Linked DNA regions of Pan troglodytes: region 1 is linked to region 2. A link is a contact called in public capture Hi-C data. All regions are on one chromosome and are shown on one strand. Each heading gives the region's core, a stretch centred on a gene start, on an enhancer-like site or on the middle of the called end of the contact. The rest is flanking DNA. Distances are from core to core; before and after follow the strand shown.

The links. Capture Hi-C pulls out chosen DNA fragments and counts their contacts.
Region 1: a capture Hi-C map of stem cell-derived neural stem cells shows a contact between it and region 2, with 4 times the contacts expected there. The contact joins two enhancer-like sites. A contact is called at or near these places in 2 of 7 Hi-C or Micro-C datasets (induced pluripotent stem cells and stem cell-derived neural progenitor cells), 1 of 1 datasets of contacts at active chromatin or transcription factors (stem cell-derived excitatory neurons) and 1 of 1 other capture datasets (stem cell-derived neural stem cells).

What each region holds. Positions count from the first base shown.
Region 1 is chr9:75,274,988-75,280,560 of NHGRI_mPanTro3-v2.0_pri, reverse strand. P2RY2 (purinergic receptor P2Y2) reads right to left here. Exons shown (of 4, transcript XM_016921568.4): 4 at 2,700-5,573. Among named protein-coding and RNA genes, the nearest start is that of P2RY6, 21 kb to the left of the region's middle. Within about 2 kb of position 4,065, at least 5 of the 24 cell types and tissues checked have an H3K27ac peak or open chromatin away from gene starts, as enhancers often do. A contact at or near this core is called in stem cell-derived neural stem cells, where this site is marked.
Region 2 is chr9:74,867,775-74,873,822 of NHGRI_mPanTro3-v2.0_pri, reverse strand. The region is part of intron 16 of ATG16L2 (autophagy related 16 like 2); the gene reads right to left. It overlaps FCHSD2 (FCH and double SH3 domains 2), which reads left to right. Exons shown (of 20, transcript XM_016921547.3): 20 at 1-431. Among named protein-coding and RNA genes, the nearest start is that of ATG16L2, 20 kb to the right of the region's middle. Within about 2 kb of position 1,817, at least 5 of the 24 cell types and tissues checked have an H3K27ac peak or open chromatin away from gene starts, as enhancers often do. A contact at or near this core is called in stem cell-derived neural stem cells, where this site is marked.

The DNA.
Region 1 (5,573 bases), core at 2,816-5,315, 400 kb before region 2:
TTCTTTAGAGTTAGTTCTCTTTGTCCTTAGAATATGTCCTTCTTAGGAATGTACAGTGAGGCAGTTATTAATTCCAGGAAAAACAAAAAGTTATGCAAGAAAGAAAATATAAACATAGAATGCCCTAAGATGTACTGTGAGCAATACTTTTGACATCATAAAAATAGAAGCACTGAATATTTAATCAAAAATTGCAATGGGAGAATGAGAGAAGGAAGAGAACTTAAAGCCTCATTTCACAAAAGGAAACCAGTATATAATGTCTAAAATGGAAGAAACCGATTTTTAAAAATGGTCTAAGTTTGATACTGACATGAAAGTTTTCTTTTTCTGCAGTTGAATTTAAATTGCCACTCATTTCCATCACATGGAATTTACACTCACTCCTCTTCTCTGCTGCCTCCCAGCCACCCTTTTTGACTCTAGCTCAGGAAATGGAGACATCTTTTTTTTTTTTTTTTTTTTTTACTGAAGTGGGATTGTTATTTAAATGTTCTTTGGGTAATCCTGTTCCCTGGACAACCCTGACTTGGACAGTGTCCCCTAGGGCAGACCCTCCAATTCAGGTTGGATCTCTTGCCAGGCAGATGTGTGAGTTCTCTGTGGCAGTAGCTCAGGCAGGCTGAGGGGAGGGGTGGTGATTAGCGCGCTCCTTCAGCTCCTTCACCGAGGAGGGGATTTGAAGTGAATCTTGGAGGAGGAGACACATTTCAGGTGAGCAAGGAAGTCAGAAGGATTCTGTAGACGCAGGGACAGCATAGGAAAGGCAAGGTGTCTGGAAGGGATTCTGCAATACATCCAGTATTCCACAATACACGTGTTACTCCTCAGGTACACTGTTCAGTCATTCTGGTTTTTCTGGCAGCCCAAGATGTAGGGCCATTTCCTAATCTATTTAATAATAGGCATATCATCTGGCGTCTGCTCAGCTCAGCCCACGGCCTTGGAACAAATGGACCCAATTAAAAGGCCATCATAGGGGAATTCAAGGGAAGAGGAAAAAGCCATTGATCAAATCAATGCTCAGTTGCCCTGGGGCTGGTTTGTGACCAGCTATGCCAGAGTCCTTCCCCCTATCCTCTCCCAGATGCTGTCCTAGACCTGAGGACCTTCCCGCCACCCCGGTCCCATCCTCCTCTCCTCCACCCCCACCCACTGACTAGCTGTGTGGCCTCACACTACATCTTCTCTAGATCTCAGGGTCACTGTCTACAAAACATTGTAGGCATCCTCTGCACCCCCTCTTCTTTTATCACCTCCTTCCATCCAATCCATAAAGAATCCCATTCACTCTTCCTTCAGAATACATCTGGCATTGGTCCACTTCTCCCCACCTCCATGGCTACCACCTGGTCCCAGTCCTCAGCCTGAGCTCTCACCTGGATTTCTGCAACAGCTCCTCCCTGTAGTCATTACTTCTGACCTTGCCCCACTGTGGTCTGTTCTCAGCACAGCAGACAGACCAATCCTTCTAAAATGTAAGTCAGATTCTATCTCCTCCTCAGACGTTGCATGGCTTCCCTTCTCATTCAATGTCCTACCAGATCTCCCCCGACCTCTGGCCTCCCCTCCTCCCCTCCAGGCCCACTCCACCCCAGCTGCAGGCCCTAGGGCTTTGCACTTACTGGTCCCTCTTTCTGGGAGCTCTTTTCCATTTGGCTAACTCCCACACCTCTTTCAAGTATTTGCCCAAATGCCTCCTTTTCACCCAACCACCCTATTTAAAATTGCAACCTTCATGTCCTCACAATCCCTCTCCCTGTTGTTTTTTGCCTCCTACAGAGCTTGTCACCTTTTAACACACCATATAATTTACATTCTATTATGTTCACTGCTTATTATCTCTCTCCCCCTACTAGAATGTAAGCTCAAGGGCATTGTCTTTGTCTTTTTTTTTTTTTTTTTAAAGAGACAGAGTCTCGCTGTGTCTCCCAGGCTGGAGTGCAGTGGCATGATCTCGGCTCAGTGCAACCTCTGCCTCCTGAGTTTGAGCAATTCTTCTGCCTTAGCCTCCCGAGTGGCTGGGACTACAGGCGCCTGCCACCACACCCAGCTAATTTCTTTTGTATTTTAGTATAGACGAGGTTTCACCGTGTTGCCCAGGCTGGTCTCAAACTCCTGAGCTCAGGCAATCTGCCTGCCTCAGCCTCCCAAAGTGCTAGAATTACAGGCGTGAGCCACCACACCTGGCTGTCTTTGTTTTTTTATTCACTGATGATTTACGGGCATTACACAGAGCAGTACCTGGCACATAGTAGGTACTTACTAAATATTTGTTGAATAAATGAATGAATGAGTGGGTGATAATAAGGTTCCTGCCTCAAAGGGCCACTGTGAAACTTGTAAAATAATTAATTTATTTCCTTTGCAAAGGAAAGGAATGTGCCGGGCACTGATGGGCACGGAGGATAAAGCAGTGACCAAAACAGAGATCCCTGCCTTTTGGGAACTTTCATTCTAGCAAGGAGAAACAGCATAAATAAACTATGATGTGAGTATGGTTACCATCCCCCCCAACTTTTTTTTTTTTAATTTGAGATGGAGTCTCGCTCTGTTGCCCAGGCTGCAGTGCAGTGGCGCAATCTCGGCTCACTGCAACCTCCGCCTCCTGCCTCCCGGGTTCAAGGAATTCTCCTGCCTCAGCCTCCCAGGTAGCTGGGATTACAGGCACGTGCCACCATTCCCAGCTAATTTTTGTATTTTAGTAGAGATGGGGTTTCACCATGTTGGCCAGGCTGGTCTCAAACTCCTGAGCTCAAGTGATCCACCCGCCTCGATCTCCCAAAGTGCTGGGATTACAGGTGTGAGCTGCCATGCCCGGCCGGTTACCCCCTTTGTTTACGATGAGAAAACAGTTACCCAAGGTCGCCTGATTGATGAGTGGCAGAGCTGGGATTCAAACGCAAGTCCCTCTGACTCCAGGATTTGTGTGCTTTCTGTGCTGTGAATGAGGGCATCTGGGTTTATGTGGAGTAAAAGCTTGTGGGTGAGAGGTGTGCAGAGATCTGAGAGGACGGCTTAGGAGGCTGGCTGAGGCTTCCCATCTTACCTCTGCTTCTGGATCCACCCAAGGACCCCGAACTCAGGCCTCCCTTTCCACATGACTTCCACAGGAGTCAGACACATCTTACCTACGGACATGCTGGTGGGATCCAAATTACAGGCATCTCGGGTGTGGTGGATGAACCCCAGCTTCTTCCCAGATGGAGTTCCTGGGAGAACCGGCTGTGCTAGTCACACTTCTCCGGGGCATGGAGTGCAGTTTTGGAGGCTGTCCTGTGAGAAGACAAGGACTTCTAGGGGCGTGCGGAGGGCACGGGTCTCTGGTGAGGATGGGGTTACCGGAGTGGGGTAGAAGAGGGAGTTAGGGGTGCCCATTCTTTGGAAAGGGCATGGTTACACCCTTCCATGTCCTTCCATGGCTGCCCTAGGCAGATGTGCTGTGTCCCTGAGGCTGAGCTGGGGAGGCCCAGGACCCTGTGAAGAGTGGTCTTCCACAGGAAAAGGGATTGCTCGGCAGGGAATGATCTCTACCCCTGGCTGGGGTGCAGGAGACGGACATCACGGTTTGGGCCAGGCACCGTCACCTTGTTGGCAAGTCAGGGCATGTTGGCAAGTCACTGTATGCAAATTGTGTTCTCTGTTTCAATTGTCAGCTCTCCCCCCGGACCCTCACACTCAACAGCCTGGCTGCAGCCGGATCATTTTCTTATCACCCCATAGGCGAAGGTCTGGATCCCAGCCTGTTTCCTGCCACTGCTGCCAGCTTTGGCCACCAGGGGGAAGCAGAGCAGCACCAACCAACCTGGGGCCCTTCGTAGACTAAACAGCCAGGGCAGAGCACAGAGTGGACTGTCCCTGTCCGCCTCCCTTTGCTCCCAAGGATTCTGGGGACAGGGAGCAAAAGGGGAGGGTGATGGGGAGTGGGGAGGGAAAGGGAGTTAGAGTGGGAGGGAGGGAAGGAGAGGGGGTGCCACAGAGCTGGCAGCTGGACCCTCCATTCCCATCTCTTCCTGCCATTCCACTTCCACTTCCGGGGTTTAGTCTGACTCCTGGCAGCCCCTTGTTGCCCCCCTCTGGCCTGGCTGCCCACCTGCAGCCCTTCTGTCTCTGAGTGTCCACTTGGTACCCGCCAGGACTGCCCCTCGCCCCTCACCATCCTCCCTCGAACATGTGATCATTCAACACACACATAAACACACGTGCACACACACAGAGACAGCACACACTGTGTGGACTAAGGTGGCAGGCTTTTAATTTCCTCCCCCACATTTTATAATTGCTTTGGTCACAAAGGCAGGTCTAACAGTTTAATTCCACGCCAGAGAGGAGGGGACTTTTCATGTGGCTGCTGATTTGGAATTTGGTTCCAGGACATAAATCTGAGGACACATGGGGTAAAATAGCCCGCTTTCTAAAGAAACCTGGAAACAACTGGGGTAAGACACCTTCTCAGGGTTCCTTGCCCCAGCTCTCTACACACCCCACCTCACTCTACACGCTGAACCCTGGGCACCATGGATTCAAAGACATCTTTGCCACTGTGAGATCTCAGCCAAGTGTGGGGTGTGGGGTGGGAGGGGGACAGGCTTCCACACCCCCAGCAGGGTGTGCAGGAAAATCACTCAGGGAGACCAGGGTATCAGTCAGAGTCCCAGCAGGAAAGACGTTGCACACTCTAATCAGGTCATTTTGGGATAGCTTAGCGGAGAGACTGTTTTTACAAAGGTGTGGACTGATGTTTGGAGAGTTCTGTGCAGGGGGCACTGATGGCCCAGGAAGCAAGGTCAGCAAGAGAGGGCTGTAGCATCACCAGGAAAGACACATTGGTCCCTTTCCTCCCCACCCTGCCCCAACACCTAGAGGAGAGAGGGACCCAGAAGAGGAGTGATGAAGGTCCTCACAGCACGGGGGAAGAGGACAGGTGAGTGTTCAATTAAGTAGGCGATGGAAATCTTAAACCTGACTTTGTTACCCAAAAGTGACTCAAAAGTTTGGAGTTTGCCAAATGCACAGTTTATGGATGGGAAAGGAAAATCACACGTCACTGAGCAGGGAGCATGGGTGGGAGGAAAATCAAACAGTTGCATGTTTGTGCCTCACTGCATTGTCGCTGTCTAGTAAACCGGGAAAAGAGGTATTGGTATTACCAGTTCAATTTTCCAGATGAAGAAACTGAATTTGCAGTCCCAGAATTGGTGATGGCTGAACTGGGCCAGAGCCCTGCTCCTGCATCAGCTGCCCTGTGGCCCCCACCCTCCCCTTTGCCCCAGAGCTGCTGCTCTGTCACCCTGAGTTCAGTCACAGTCAGCGTGGGCTGCTATAACAAAATGCCACCGACTGGGTGGATTAGAAACAAGAGACATTTATTTCTCACCATTCTGAAGACGGGAAGTCTAAGATCGGGGTGCCAGCATGGTTGGGATCTGGTGAGGGACCTCTTCCAGGTTGCAGACTGCCAACTTCTCATTATATCCTCACATGGTGGAAAGAGGGTGAGGAGCTCTCTGGGGTCCATTCTGTAAGGGCACTAAACCCATTCATGAGGGCTGCACCCTTAGGACCTGGTTACC
Region 2 (6,048 bases), core at 568-3,067:
TTCTTAAGTTTAAAAAAGAAATTAAAAGGGTGGTTTTTTTAAGATTTTAAAGTTTGCTAACATATTAAAAATCTTCAAATGCTTATTAAATAGAGCAGTTCTTGCCACCCAGTCTTGTATTCTGTCTTTAGCTAGCCAAATTGTCCTTGAATTTGGGTTTTCCACAACCTCAAAGGGTTATTTGAAATCTTTTGTTGTATTTTAAAATATTTTTTGGAAGAGCTGCTAATTTTATTTTAAAAAACAAAGTTGTGAAACATGCCTCCTTTTTAAAAAATAACCCCTCCATCCAGGATATGGAATCCAGCACCACAGTGCACAGGTCAGGGCTCGGAGGGAGCCTCTGTGCAGATGTGCTTTCTTTACAGTGGCTGTAAAAAGTTTGTATTTATTAATGTATAAAATGTTGAATAATAAAAAAAATGGAATTATGTTTTCTAAGTTTTAATATAGAAAGGTTTGGGTAAACAGACCTTTCCAAAAGGCCCATGCTTCTTATAAAAACATTCCTGGGCCCTCCTTTAAACCAGCTAACAGACAGAGAGAGGAGAAAGTAAATTAATCCATCTATGAGACAGACAGTCCCTGAAGCCCCCATGTGCTAGGTGTAATATCCTGGGTACTAGAGATGGCAGTAAATAGGTTACGGTCTTTGCTTTTCCCATGGGAAAAAAAAGAAATACGTGAGGACAGTACTGTGGGACATGTGCTAGAAGGGAGGGGCAGATAGCATAGAGGCAGCTGAGGAGGGAGCTCTGATTCTGCTGCTGGAGGGGTGAGAGGAAGGTCACTGAAGTCCCCTTGCCGGATGTGACCACTGGCTTCCAGGAAGCGGGCATTCTGGATGCCTCTCCCCTTTCCTAAACCTCCACCCTAAGGAGTAATGAATTGTGTGAAAGGAGATTTTCTCGGTCCCAGGGGTGGATGGAGCATTCTTAGTCAAAGGCTGAGTCCCCCTGGCTTCCAGCCAGCCACACTGAGGACCAGGACACAGCCTGTTTGGGGAAGGGCCCCACAAGCTCTCCTCTTTCCTGGAGCTGGGGACATGCAGTAAGCATTTTTCCAGACATTATCCTGTGCATAAGACTCTTAAGTGTACACACTGCTTGTTTACATAAAAATGTGTTCAGCCGGGCGCAGTGGCTCATGCCTGTAATCCCAGCACTTTGGGAGGCCGAGGCAGGCGGATCACTTGAGGTCAGGAGTTTGAGACCAGCCTGACCAACATGGAGAAACCCAGTCTCTACCGAAAATACAAAATTGGCTGGGCATGGTAGCTCATGCCTGTAATCCCAGCTACTCTGGAGGCTGAGGCGGGAGAATCGCTTGAACCTGCGAGGCAGAGGTTGCGGTGAGCTGAGATTGTGCCATTGCACTCCAGTCTGGGGAACAAGAGTGAAACTCTGTCTCAAAAAAAAAAAAAAAAAATATGTTCCAGTATAAATGTTGGGTAGATTCCTAAGTGTGGAATTTGAGGGTCAAAAAGGTATGTATTTAATTTTGTTAGATTTTGCCAAATTGGCTTCCTATAAGGACTATATCCATTTACACTCCCACCAACCGCATATGGACTTAGGAGCCAGGAGGTCTGGGTTAAATCCTGGCTCTGCCACTTGACAGCCATGGGGACTGAGCCTGTGTCCTCATCTGGAACCTGAGAATAAGACTGTGGTTCCAGGAAGGCCATATAAAGTGTGCCACAGGCTGGTCACCACGAACTCTTCTCACCACCACCTCTCCTGCCTTTTCTCACCACCACCTCTCCTGCCTCTTCTCAGTGTCCTTCCCTCCAGAACTAGGGTCCTTGATAGTCTTCCAGGCCCATAGTAACGCACAGAGTTGTCATAAGGCCCAAGGGAAAGAATGTGTGTGAAGTGCTCTACCAAAAATGTGGGAAGGGCTGTCAGGACACGAAATGTCATTTCCGTCTTCTGACTTCCCTGCCAGTGAAAGCTGCTTTCGGTACTGGAGGTTCCGTCTGTGACCAAGGGCAAAGCTCAGCTAACTGCCTAACCCCAGCGTCATAGCTAAATTTTGGTCTCCTTCATCACAGGAACTGACTTGATGCATGATGCAATCAAGCCACAGGTTCTCAGTACACCACCTAGATCCCCTTCCTCTCTGACCCACCACCCCAGCCACATTCACAAGCCAGAGACCCAGTGGGAGGGCATCATCTGGCCTTAGCCCTGCCACTGCTTGATGGAAGACCTTTCCCTCTTAGCTGCCACATCCTCAATTGTAAAAGGAATGGAATGATGGCTGGGCACGGTGGCTTACGCCTGTAATCCCAGCACTTTGGGAGGCCAAGGCTGGTGGATCACCTGAGATCAGGAGTTTGAGACCAGCCTGACCAACATAATGAAACCCCGTCTCTTACTAAAAATACAAAAATTAGCCAGGTGTGGTGGCGGGTACCTGTAATCCCAGCTACTCGGGAGACTGAGGCAGGAGAATTGCTTGAACCCAGGAGGCAGAGGTTGCGGTGAGCCAAGATCATGCCACTGCACTCCAGACTGGGTGACAGAGCAAGACTCTGTCTCCAAAAAAAAAAAAAAAAAGGAATGGAATGAGGTTATCTCCAAGAGCTTATCTAACTCTCATGCCCTGGATGAGTTGTTTCTAGATACAGAGAACATCACACAAAAAAGGTCACAATATTTGAAACCAGACTTACTAATACACAGACTTCTTTGGATGGCAAGAAATTGAAAAGAAAACAAGCCACTGGACTCTCCCGCTGGGACCTGGGACAAAACAAACCTTTATCCTCTAGATTGCAACTGCATCCCAGGCTGCTCTATCCACTCACTGCCTGAAGAACCCAGCCGCAGCTTTTGGTTTTGTGGCCAATGACTGCCCAGCCCTCTCCCAGTGGCCTTAGGATGAAATCCAGCTGCTCTGAATCTTCGCATTTATTTTGTTCATTGTGAAGTTGTTTTTCATGACAGAAATATAACTAAATTACAGAAATTTTAGGTTAGAAGGGGGAGGATTGTAATTTATCCCCAAATCCTGCAACTTTTAAGTTTCCTCCTAGACTCTTCCTGTGTTTGCCTTGTTACTGCTCGATCTGCCAAGAACCAAATGAATGCCAAAGAGCATCTTGTTCCTAGACTATTTTCCCTCGGTCCCAGAGGCCAAAAAACACACTTTTGCTGTGTCTGTTTCTGAGAGCTCTGGTCTGGGAATATTTTCCTGAAAAAAAAAAAAATTTTTTTTTTTTGAGACGGGGTTTCACTCGTCACCCAGGCTGGAGTGTGATGGCACTATGTCAGCTCACTGCAACCTCTGCCTCCTGGGTTCAAGCGATTCTCCTGCCTCAGCCTCTCAAGTAGCTGGGATTACAGGCATGTGCCACCACACCCGGCTAATTTTTTTGTATTTTTAGTAGAAACGGGGTTTCACCATGTTGGCCAGGCTGGTCTCAAACTCCTGACCTCAGGTGATCCACCTGCCCCAGCCTCCAAAAGTGCTGGGATTACAGGCATGAGCCACCTTGCCCGGCCTTTCCTAGAATGTTTTATGCTGAAACATTGACAGAAATGAACCCAGGGACAGGACTCACAGCCCTTCTACACTGCGCATAGAACTCACTCTTCACCACTTGCTCCTGTGAGGAACAGAAAAGAGCACAGCCAAAGGAAATGTATTCCAGTCCCCAGGCCACCTCAGATTAGCTGTGACTTGAGGCTCATCCCTTCACCTTCTGGACCCTGCTTTCCTCATCTGTAAAGTAGGAACAAGCAGATAGTGCAACTTCTAAGATCCAGGAGGATGAAATAGGGTAATGTACAGATAAGCTGAAAATGTTTGTGATGAGTGAATGTGCCTCCAGTGGAAGAGCCTGTATCCAGGCATGGATATGTCTGAATCTCACAGATGGGTCCACGTCTGATGGTGTCAGATCTCTCCAGAAACCACCTCTATTCAATACAGCAAATGTGCTGCCCCAGGTAGTGTTCAGGTCTCTGGAGCCTTGTCACTGAGGGGCTTGCATCTGGTGGGAGAGACTCAGCGCAACAGCAGACTGAAGCCAGGGACTGAGAGATGACCAAGGGGCAGTAGGAGCACAGGATAGGGGCATCTGTCATTTCTCCCTCCCTGGGGTCTCAGGCTCACTAAGGCCTGAGATTGGGCAGGGCAGGCAGAGGCCATGGTCCTCATGCCTACAGAACAGCTCTGCAGAAGAGCCATGTCACTTTTGGGGAGGCTTGGGGCAGGAAGTTTCACAGGTGGGGATATGAGCACCTGGAAGTCACTGTGACCTGCCCAAGATCTCCCAGGAAGACAGAACTGGAGAACCTAGAACTAGGCCTCCAGAAGCCCTGGCCAGCCCCTTTGCAGAATCTGAATCCAGTTTTTAGAAAAGCAGGAATCAGAGGTCTGGGTTCTTATCCCAGCTCTGCTCTGTGACCCGAAGGAGCTGCCCCATCTCTGGGCCTCAGTTTTTATACCCATGAGTGCGGGCCACTCCAGATTTGACCTAGGCACCCGAATTCAGGCAGGCAGCCCCTGAGCACCAGAGTTCTGAAAACCTGGGCAGTGACTGCTGAGAGCCTGGAGGAGCTGTCAACGTCTATTTTCACCTCTCTGCTGAACGGGACTGAAGAGGCTGGAGGGAGGAACAGCCTTCCCGCTGACATGCCCCTCTGAACTCCTCTGCTCAGTCTGTGAGCTCCTCTTCCTCCTGCCTACCTCATTCCCGGGAACTCCTTGGCCTGTTTCTGGCCTTACAGACTTGTTCCTCCAGGAAGCACCCCCTCCTACTGGGAGGGGGACCTCCAAGCAAGTTAAGGTGAACATGTGCTCCCTGAGAGAGGCAACTCCACCCGATGGCAGCAGTGTGTGTGGTAAGATTGACGCCCATAAAGTAGAAGGGAAGGTTTTGGGGGAGAGAAGGGCTCACTGTCCCAGAGATCAGTCAGACCATTTCCTGAGCACCTCTTCTGGGCTCTCTAAGCAGTCTCCACTACAACCCTGTGAAATGAGGGAGAAACGCAATGGCGCAGCTGGCCTCCCAAGATTCAAGTTCCCTCACTCCTGTGTCCCTGCATGTCCCTCACTTCAAGGGATACTAACCGTCCAGGCTCAGGACCCAGAATAGAAAAGGGTGAAGATGTAGGGAGGGAGTCAGGTTAGACACAAGGCTAGCATCACACCTCTACCCCCGTGGTAGCAGGCAGGGGGCACACACACCCTGGGGGAGGGGGCATCCCCCGCAGCCCTGCCTAACTGCGAGTCTGAACACCTTGCTTTAAAAAGAGTGTGTGTAATGCAGCCACAGTCCAGCTGCAGGGCTTCTCTGAGCTCAGTTTTCTCACCTGGGAAACATGGTAGCTACATGGCAATGTAGTTGGGAGGAACAAATAATGCTGCAGAAAGGGTGCAGGGCAGGGCCTGGCACCTCCTAAGGGCTCAGTCACGGTGGCTGCAGGAGTGTCGGTCTCCCCAGCCATGTGTCCCTGGAAATGGGAATGGCCTCAGTAGACTAGGCAGCTGGTGACCCCTGGTGGCTGCTGGGAGCCAGGGCATGAGGGCTGGGGCAGAGTAGAAGGCTGAGTATCGAAGAATGTTGGAGCCCAAGGCTCTTAGACCGTTAGACTGGCTGAGTCCTTGAATAAGAGAATTTTGTTGTTGTTGTTGAGATGGAGTTTCACTCTTGTTGCCCAGGCTAGAGTGCAATGGCGCATTCTCAGCTCACTGCAACCTCCTCCTCCTGGGTTCCGTGATTCTCCTGCCTCAGCCTCCCAAGTAGCTGGGATTACAGGCATGTGCCACCATGCCCAACTAATTTTGTATTTTTAGTAGAGACAAGGTTTCACTGTGTTGCTCAGGTTGGTCTTGAACTCTTAACCTCAGGTGATCTGCCCTCCTTGGCCTCCTAAAGTGCTGGGATTACAGGCGTGAGCCACCGCATCCAGCCTGAATAAGAGAATTTAACCACTTAATAAACATTTCCTGAGTCATTCTCTGTGCCAGGCCTGATCCCAGGAAATAATCTATTCCCATCCTGGCCTCTTCCAAGAGTTCCTTGACTTAAAATGG